Linked DNA regions of Mus musculus: region 1 is linked to region 2. Evidence: chromatin contacts called from public Hi-C data. All regions are on one chromosome and are shown on one strand. The core of a region is the stretch at or near the end of the contact, and the rest is flanking DNA. Distances in the headings are between cores, read along the strand shown.

The links. A called contact is a pair of places that touch in the nucleus more often than the background predicts.
Region 1: a contact with region 2 is called in a Hi-C map of B cells, with 5 read pairs. The contact joins the promoter of Mrpl18 here to the promoter of Mpc1 in region 2. A contact is called at or near these places in 1 of 39 promoter capture datasets (cranial neural crest) and 1 of 484 Hi-C or Micro-C datasets (B cells).

The regions. Positions count from the first base shown.
Region 1 is chr17:12,913,590-12,918,337 of GRCm38.p6, reverse strand. It overlaps Mrpl18 (mitochondrial ribosomal protein L18), which reads left to right and starts at 2,247. Exons shown (of 4, transcript NM_026310.3): 1 at 2,247-2,391; 2 at 2,514-2,700; 3 at 4,337-4,568. The coding sequence starts at 2,340. Tcp1 (t-complex protein 1) reads right to left here and starts at 2,009. Exons shown (of 12, transcript NM_013686.4): 1 at 1,709-2,009; 2 at 455-540; 3 at 167-295. The coding sequence starts at 1,772.
Region 2 is chr17:8,280,330-8,285,202 of GRCm38.p6, reverse strand. Mpc1 (mitochondrial pyruvate carrier 1) reads right to left here and starts at 1,416. Exons shown (of 5, transcript NM_018819.5): 1 at 1,242-1,416. The coding sequence starts at 1,312.

The DNA.
Region 1 (4,748 bases), core at 998-3,497, 4.6 Mb before region 2:
GTTCTTCCCTTACTTAAATTACACAAACTAGTTACAATGGTTAGTTTTCAAAAGTTTGTGAGACTGCCTTAAAAGGTGACTTATTTCTGACCTAGAGTATGACTCTCTCATGGATTCAACTCTAATAAATTGACTATTCTCTAGCCATTTCCTGGTAGCGTCTCACCACTGAGGTAGTTCCATCTCCAACTTCTTTGTCTTGCAGGTCAGCCAGCTCACACAGAACTTTGGCTGCGGGATGTTCTACCTCCAGTAACTTCAGGATGGTGGCACCATCGTTAGTAATGGTTACATCCTAAGAAATATGAAGGAATAAGTGGTCAACACAGAAACCAAGCTCTAGGATGCCATCCATACTCAGGTAAAAACAAAGACTTTACCAAAGATTTTTTTTTGAAATTTAAAACAATGTACTTTTATCAAGGCAAGCAAGAGCAATTAGATATATACTTACACCAATATCATCCACCAACATTTTATCCAAGCCAACTGGCCCAAAAGAACTTTTAACAATGTTGGCAATAGAAGCTGCAGCCATAACTGTAGATGAACAGTGAAAACTAATTAGAACAACACATAAACTATGACACTCAACTACCTATGATTTGCTAAAATCTAAAGTCTGTAATTACTATTTAAAAAAAAAAAAATCAAGCCGGGTGTGGCGGCGCACGCCTTTAATCCCAGCACTCGGGAGGCAGAGGCAGGCAGATTTCTGAGTTCGAGGCCAGCCTGGTCTACAAAGTTGCTTCCAGGACAGCCACAGCTATACAGTGAAACCCTGTGTGTGTGTGTGTGTGTGTGTGTGGGGGGGGGGGGGAATCACTTACTTAAGGACCAGTGAAGGTTAACTATTCTTTTTTCTATTTAGTATTGGTATATCACCGATTGCAAAGATTTTAATGCCTCAAATTATAAGCAATCTTAAGTTCATTCCTTACTACTACACTAGGGGGGAAAAAACCCTTTAAGTTCAGCCTTTCTCTTCAGACTCTGGCAAGTTTAGTAAGAATATTAGATAGTTCACCAGGATAAAGTAGTAGTAATTTCTAAGAGAGTTGTTTAAAAAAAAAAAAAAAGCACAACACAGAACACGGTTCCTGCAAGGGAATGCTTTCAAGAACAAATTCAACCACAGCAAACCACGTGCTTACTCGTATTAAAGTTAACCACGATAAAGGCAGCTAAAAGTATCGCTTAATAACGTTCAGTTTGCATTCCGTTACGTTTTACTGGGGGAGCAGCTGTCACCTGCAGATTCTGGGCATCCAAGAACCAGACCAGGGAAGGGAAGCAACGCAAAAGCCACCTAGATTCTATGAGCATCTTCTCAAGGGCCAATGGAACCGGTGAAAGCTACTCTTTTCTGGCTATGTCAGAGGTGCTCCAACCGGCTTGGAACCCAACAAAGGAGCAGAGGGGAGTGGCGGAGAAGTCTATCTGGAGCTCCTCTACTAGGTATTGGGGCACGGACGCCCACACCCATCTTGAACGCCTCCCCCAACCGTGTGCATTCTCGAACATTCTTCCCTTACACGGTAGGGCGCAATGGCGCCGAGCCGGCCGCTAGTGAGGGCGGATCCGGGATGGCTGGGCTTCTCCTGAAGGAACTTCACTGGGCCCGGCGGACAGCCCCGGCCTACGGACTGCGGCTGGGCTTCGGCCTGCGCCGCCGCGAGCTGGACCCTTACCATTCTCTCGCCCTTACCATTCTGGGAGCGGACCGCCTCCCCAGTGCTGCGGTCCCCGAACACGGACAAAGGACCCTCCATCTTCAGGAAACGAAGCAAAGCTCACTACGGCCGCAGACAACCGATAGCTCCGCTCTGAGACCGTTTAACGGCCACCACGGCGGGGACCACGGCGTGGAAAGGCCCGAGCGATGCCGCGGGGCCTGCTGGGTAACACGCCCTGCGCGCTCTCCACGCTCCACCAACCGCAAGGTCTGCCGGGAAAGCGGTAGGGATTGACAGACGAGGGCTGGGCGGGGCGAAAAACTGAAAACGCCGGAAGTAGGGGGCTGCGGGACGCTGGGTCAACTAGAGACAGTAGAAGAAAGGCGCGAAAGTGGAAAACGGAAGTCAGGCTCTTGGCCACGGCTAGCGTGTCCCGCCCTCCGCCTCAACGTCTGCGGTGATTGGTGAGCCAGGGATACCGATCGCTCACTCGGCCACTCAGCACCAGGGAGCTTGTTAGTTCCGGGTCCTTGAGACACCGAGGTACTGCCGGCCCTTGTAGCTTTACCCACAGTTAACATGGCTGCGACTAGTTGTTCCCCGAGACGACCCTGAGCAAAGGAAGATAGGGCACTGTGTGACTTTGCCCAGGTCCCGTCAGCCATGGCGCTTCGGCCGCGGTTCTGGAAATGTCTGTCAGTTTGCAGGAAACTGGGTAACTAATCTCGCCCCACCTCCTTGCCTGCGCTCTGTGCACAGTACGTGTGCATTTGCAAATGCGATTTTGTACCTGATGTGGGAAAGTGAAAGATGCATGTGATCTTTTTCATTTTCTAGAGTGTGGGTTCGCAGCCCTCTCAACCAGTTCCGTGCCGGCCGTGCAGCCCGACGTGGAGAGTAAGGAAAACGAAGCGGTGGCCCCGGAGTTCACCAACCGGAACCCTCGGAATCTGGAGCTCTTAGGGGTAGCTCGGAAAGAACGGGGCTGGGCTACCGTGTGGCCTAACCGTGAGTTCTGGCACAGGTAATTAAAGTCGGCTTGTGACTGACTAAGCTGTGCTTAGCACCTTACCAATTTCACCAATCCCCTGACTGATCCTGCCAGGTAAGCCTCGGGATGTGTCAGGAAGATGACATGTGGGTAGAAAGCGACCTTGGAGCAAGCAACTAGTTAGTTGCCTTGAAGAAAACTTAAACGGTAATTTGAGAATAAGCGGCTATGTCCTGAGGCCTCTCTGAAGGTGACATGTCAAAAAGCTGAGATCTAAAGGACAGGAAGCCGCGAAATCATTTGCCATGAAGGCTATTCTAGCAAAGGAGGCTAGGAGGCTGGGATTGAGTGTCTGGAACTGACAGGCCTGTGTACCTACCTGTTCAGTAAGTAAAGGTGTGTGTGTGTAAGCTGTTACAGAATAGAGTGCTAAGTAGAATTAGTTATTAGCGTGCACATTAGGGTAAAGTTTGAGCCTTAATGATTTTTTAATGGGGGGAATAAAGGTTAAAAGTTCATTAATAGAAACATTTTATGAAATACATTTTAAAATTTGTATTCATTTAAAGCACTTACTGAGTTCACTGAGGACCCAGGCAGCTTACAATGGTCTGTAATTCCAGTTCCCAGGGATCTGACACCCTCTTCTGACCTTGGCACACAGCGATACATTCCCAAAAATAATCATACACATGGAAATAAATGTTAAATTTTATTTTGGGAGAACTACGCAGTTTAGATGAGTACCTTCATCACACAAAGCAAGTGCTTTACCTCTGAACTGCACTCCCCAGCCCCAAGATGGCTACTAACTGAAAGCATTGGATTTACAAGCAGTTATGCTAGATGCTTTAAATGTATGTCTTTTTTTTTTTTTTTTTTTTTTGGCTGGCCTCAAACTCAGAAATCCACCTGCCTCTGCCTCCCGAGTGCTGGGATTAAAGTCATGCGCCACCACGCCCGGCTGTATGTCTTTTTTTTTTTTTTTTTTTTAATTTAACTTTTTTTTTTTTTAAGACTTATTTATTTTGTGTATGGGTATACACTGTCTCTGTTTTCAGACATACCAGAAGAGGGCATCGGATCCCATTACAGATGGTTGTGAGCCACCATGTGGTTGCTGGGAATTGAACTCAGGACCTCTAGAAGAGCAGTCAGTGCTCTTAACCGCCGAGCCATCTCTCCAGCTCTTAATTCAACTATTTAAACTACATTATTATCATTGTAGGGGTTATCTTTTTACGGTGGTTATTATTTTTGTTACAGTGGGATTTTTCTGGTTTTTGTTTATTTGGTTGGTTTTTTTGTAATTACACATTTTTATTGTTGTAAGTACACTGTCGCTGTCTTCAGACACAGCAGAAGAGGGCATCAACAAATCCCATTCCAGTTTGTTTTTATTGTTTTTTTTTTTTTTTTTTCAGTTGATTGGTATGTGCATATAGTCACAGGTTCATGCATATACCGCATATACTTAGATCATGGTCCACCTTGTGAGCCCTGGGGGTTGAATGCAGGTTGTTGGCCTTGGTAGGAAGCATCTTTACCCATTGAACTGTCTTAACAGTGGGCTCACCAAATTCTTGAAGAACACGTAGGCGTTTATTCACCTTAAGTGGCCCAACTTTTTGTTAATAGATTGTTTTATAACTCTTTTCTCCCCGTTTAGGTTGCGAGTTGTAAAGACTCAGCATCACGTAGAAGCATTTGTTGAGCATCTTAACGGCCAGGTTGTTGTTTCAGCATCCACTCGAGAATGGGCTATTAAAAAACACCTTTATAGTACCAGAAACGTGGTGGCTTGTGAGAGCATTGGGCGAGTGCTGGCACAGCGGTGCTTAGAAGCAGGAATCAACTTCATGGTCTACCAGCCCACCCCGTGGGAGGCGTCCTCAGACTCGGTACTTGTATTTCTATGTATTTACTTAAAAGGTAAACATTCGGCTAGGAATGGTGGTGCATGCCTTTAATCCCAGCACTCGGGAGGTCTCAGAGGCAAGAGATCTCCATGGTCAAGGGCAGCTTGGTCTACAGTGTGAGTTCCAGGAATGTCAGGGGTACACAGAGAAACCCTGTCTCAA
Region 2 (4,873 bases), core at 167-2,666:
AAACTCAAGGCACTAAGTATTTACTATTAACTACAATACTACTGTAGACTGGCTGGCCTTGAACTCAAGAGATCCTCCAGCTTGTCTCCCTTGTGCTGGGATTAAAGGCGAATGCCACCACTGGCAGGCTCGGTATTGACCACTGAGAAGAAAATTAAAAAGCAGCCCTCCACTTATCTAACTTTAAAATCACAAGAAAATAAAACTATGCTTGGAAATATTGTAATCGGTTTCTAAATTTTGTGAGATCCTTAAAATAGAATCAGGCACCAGGAAATTATAACTGAAAATGAATTCTGGAAAGTGCTTCTTCAACCTCTCAATGTCAAGCCCTCGGGACACACACCTTGCAAGTAAATGCCTCTTCTCAGACGCACTGCGTGGCTGCGACACATGATTGTCCGGTCCCCCTCCCCCAAGCACCGTCAAATGGAAAACAAACAAACAAAAAAACAAACAAAAAACCAAAAAAAAAAAAAAACCCCGCCCTCTGTGCTGCAAATTCTAGCTCCCATTACCCGGATCCCGGCACATTCCAGCACCGCTCCCGCCAAGTCCCGGGCCGGGAGACGAGGAGGGGGATGGTAGCACCCAGTGTCCCCACGTCAACCCACGCAAGGGCATCCTGACTGCCTGCCCAGGAGCGGTGTTCGTCCGGTCGGTCACGAGCCGGAGCGGCGTCCCTGCAGTCACACCGCGTCTTTCAGTCAAGGACTGGAGCTCTGTTCCCTGTCACCAGCCATTCCCTGGGTCGTCCTGCCCGGGAGCGCTGTCCGCTCGGTCACTTGTCGTCCTCTCAGTCACGGGTGGGAGCGCTGTCCCCTCGGGCATGGGTGGGAGAGGCGTCCCCTCCGGCACAGGTTGGGGCGGGGTCCCCAGTCACACCATGTCTTTCAGTTCGCGGGGCTGGAGCTGTTCCCTGTCACCTGCCATTCCCTAGGTCGCCTTAACCAAGAGCGCTGTACCCTCAGTAACCTGCGGTCCCTTAGGTCACGGGTGGGAGCTACGTCCCCTGAGTCCTGCTGTCCCTTCAGGCACGGGTGTGAGCGCTGTCCCTTCTGCCCTCCTAGTCACAGGTAGGAGCGCCATCCCCTCGGTCACTTGCTGTACCCTCGGGAGCGCCGTCCCCTCGGGCACCGGTAGGAGCGCGTTCCACCCGTGCGCCGCTCTCCTACCTTGGCACGGCGCCGCAGGGTTTTCCCGCAGCGGGCGGCTCCCCCACGGCCTACCATGACGCTCACCTCATGAGATAGTCCCGGAAGTCCTTGCTCCGGACATAGTCCGCCGCTTTGCGCACCAGCGCTCCAGCCATGGCCGTGCCGTTGGCGGTGAAGCCGCTACCTAGACAGATGACACCGCTGTGGACTCGGCTGAGGCCCTCGGCGCTCTCACCCCAGCGCCCGCCTCACGACACTCGGAGAAGCCTTACGACCGCTCGGCGCTCCACCAATGAGAACGCGCTAGACCGCAGAGCGCGTCCGGGATTGGCTGCCGCGGTCGACACACCCCCCGCCTGCCCTCGGGGCGGTGCGCGCCGCGGGGCTGCCGTCGTAAAAGGGCCCGGCGGCCCGGACGACTGGCGGTTGCTAGGGGCTGCGAGGGTGACACTCCTCTGCCCGGGGGTCCTGGGCAGGCTTCCGGGGTCTCAGCGGGGCGTGGTGGGCAGGTCGGGCTCCTGTCACCCCTCGCCTGTCCCTTTGCCCCGCGGGCGGCTGCACAGAGACGGTGAGATCCTGCAAACCGGCGGCGACCGGCTTGGGATGGAGTCACCGAGTGCAGAGGAGGGAGGCAGTTAAAAATAGCTAAGAGCCTCAGTCTCCAGAAGTGTGGCTGCCCACGTGTGGAAAGCACAGGTTACATAAGTGCCCGGAGCGTGCATACTGCAGCTTTAGCCTGTACACCCGCAGAGGCTCAGAGCCACACCCCAGACATGGCGGGGGGGGGGGGGGCAGAATGCAGAGAGAGTTGAGCCGGAGGTAATGAGAAGGGCCTGGCTACATTTCCTGTCACCACTACCACTCTTGAGGAGAGGAAAGGTGACAGAATCCCTTCCGCCGTAAACCGGATCGCGTGAAGAACACAACTGCCTTCAGGCTGCTCGCAGCCACACCCGAGTAGGCCACACCGCGCTAAGGGTCGCTAAGGCCCGTCCCCTGAGTTCGTGCCAGTGTCAGTCTTTGTTTACCAAAAGGAGGCTGAAGACGACCTTCCCCTTATAGGGAAGGGTCTGCAGGGCCCGGACTGCAGCGCTCTTGCCAGGTTTGCTCCGGAAGCCCTGGCTGTGTTCCATCTCCAGCACTGCCGTAAACCAGGCTGGGTGGTGGGAAGTTCAAGGTCACCACTGAGTCCTCGGGGTGGGGCTTGGGGCGAAAGTTATTAAACGAATGGTAATCTTCTGTGGTTTTCCCCTTCTATGCATAGTAAATATGTGCAGCTTTTCTCAGATTTAATTTTTGCCGGTTTATTCTAACAATCTTCCGAGAATAGAGGGGACTCTCTTCCTTACCAAAACCGAACCTGAAGCGGGCCTTGGTGGCAAATGAGTTTGATCCCAGCACCGAAGATGCAGAGGCAGAGGCAGAGGCAGGAGGATTTGAGTTCAAGGCCAGCCGTGTCTATATAGCTAGTTCTGTAGCCCTGGCTACTCAGAGAAACCCTGTCTCAAACAAAATTTAAAAAACGAAAAACAAAAAACAAGGCCAGGCAAAAAAAACAAAACAAAAAAAAAAAAAAACACACAAACAGCAACAACAACAAAAGCACAATTTGGGGATTATACCTCAAATCAAGGAAAGTTGAGTAATTTAGAATGCCACTGGGGAATATGAAGTCTGGAATGCACTGGCAGAAATGAATATAGGAAGTTAAACCAAACACTCAAGGGAATGCATAAGTATTAAGAATGGACATTCCCTTTGGCCAGCAATTCCTTTCTAGAGCTGTCCCTGGAAAGGCTAGTTTGTGGAGCTTATTTTAATATGGAAACAATCCTCAAGGCGTTCCAGCGTGTGTCATAGTGTGTAACTTAGCAGGTGAGAGAGAAAAGAGGACCCATTCAAGGCTGGCCTGCGCTACATGACATCCTGTCTTAAATAACTGCAAATTAGTAATAAACCAGGCCTGGTAGTGTACACTTTTATCCTAACAAGTGGGAGGCAGAGGTAGGCAGACCTCCTATGAGTTCTGAGACCAGTCTGGTTTAGATAGCGACTAGGCAAGAAAACAAGTTATTTATGTTCTAGTGCTAAGTAATTATAGTATTTATCTGCAGGAAAAAATGTGTGGACTATTGTATAAAGTATGTTACTCATTTGTGCTCAGCGATGTTTTTGTGTGCAAAGATATTGGGACAACACTGACAGTGGCTACCCCTAAGTGTAACGGAAGGGACATGAGATGGAGGAAAGTAATTTTTTTTTTTACTGTGTAGCCCTGGCTGGCCTGGAACTTGTGACATCTTCTGTTAAAAGGATGTTTTATTGTAATCTGGGCATGGTGGTGAACCCCTCTAATCCCAGAACTCAGGAAGCAGATCTCTGAGCTTGAGGCCAGCCTGGTCTACCTAGTGCATTCTAGGACAGCTAGAGCTTCATAGTGAGACTCTATCAGTCAATCGATCAATCAGTGTTTCATTATATGGATAGAATAATGCTTCTGAGTGGTCTCTAGATCTAGAAACATTTGAGAGACTAAGGTGCAAGGATGGAAGTCAGTTCACACTGGGTCAGACACAGCGGGGAAAGTCTAGGAAGCTTATGTCTGAGTCATGATACCCACTGCGACCAAAAGAAAGTTCTGCAGTAGCCTGTGCCTACATGTGTCAATACCCCGGTTAAAGCATGAGTGAAGGTACCAATTGTGGGTGGAAAGAGATGTTCCCAGAGCCATGTGGGCTATTGACCCTAGGAGGTCCTAGATATTTCAAAACTGAGAAAGGCTATTGCCACTGCTGCTGGGTGCTTGCCAAAGTTAGATACTAACGCCCAGTTGCTGAAGATGCCATGCACTTTGGTTGTAAGACTTGGAGACATAAAGCTGGAACTGAACTAGACGTGTTCCCTGTCTGCTGACTAGCGTTTAGAGTGCTGGAAGGTGTCTGAAGACTGCTGGGGAGCGTTGTGGTCCAAAGTTCTACTCAGCTGTGGACCCTGCATGCTACACGATGAAAGTGCCAGGCAAGATAGGGCAGGCAATAGTGGCATGAAGTTTCATGGCGCAACCAACTTTCTGATTGGTGTTAAGGTTGTGTCTCGAGGGGAATTCATGCCTAGTGCTGTAAGCTCACACAAAACCAAATGGCTGGGAGTCAGAGTGTGCAAGATCGCTTTATGTCAACTTGACACAAGCTGAAGTCTGAGAGGGGAACCTCAACTAAGAAAATGGCTTCTTAAGGTTGGGCTGTAGGCACACCTGCAGGGCATTTTCTTAAGTGGTTATTGATGGTGGACCATTGTGGGTGGCGCCATCCCTAGGCTTGTTGTCCTGGGTTTTGTAAGAAACTAGGCTGAGCAAACCATGCTGAGCAAGCCAGTGAGCAGCACCCCATCCATGGCCTCTGCATCAGCTCCTGCCTCCAGGCTCCTTGTAGACATTATTTAATCTCAATCAGGGGCTTCTACCCTGCCTTTGATCATTCAGTTCCTGGAATGATTCCACACTACTTTTATTTTTATAATAATCATTAATCAGCACTACAGCTGGGCAGATATTGACTCTCTAGGCTATTAGGATTTATTTCCCCATTAATATCCTGGAATTATAATTATACCATGTTTCATCTGGGCTGCTCTTAACTGCAATTGGCCAACCCTTCTTTCTGATTCACCTCACTCATGGTGTCTTCCTTCTCTCCCCATCATGTTTCTCCTCAGAC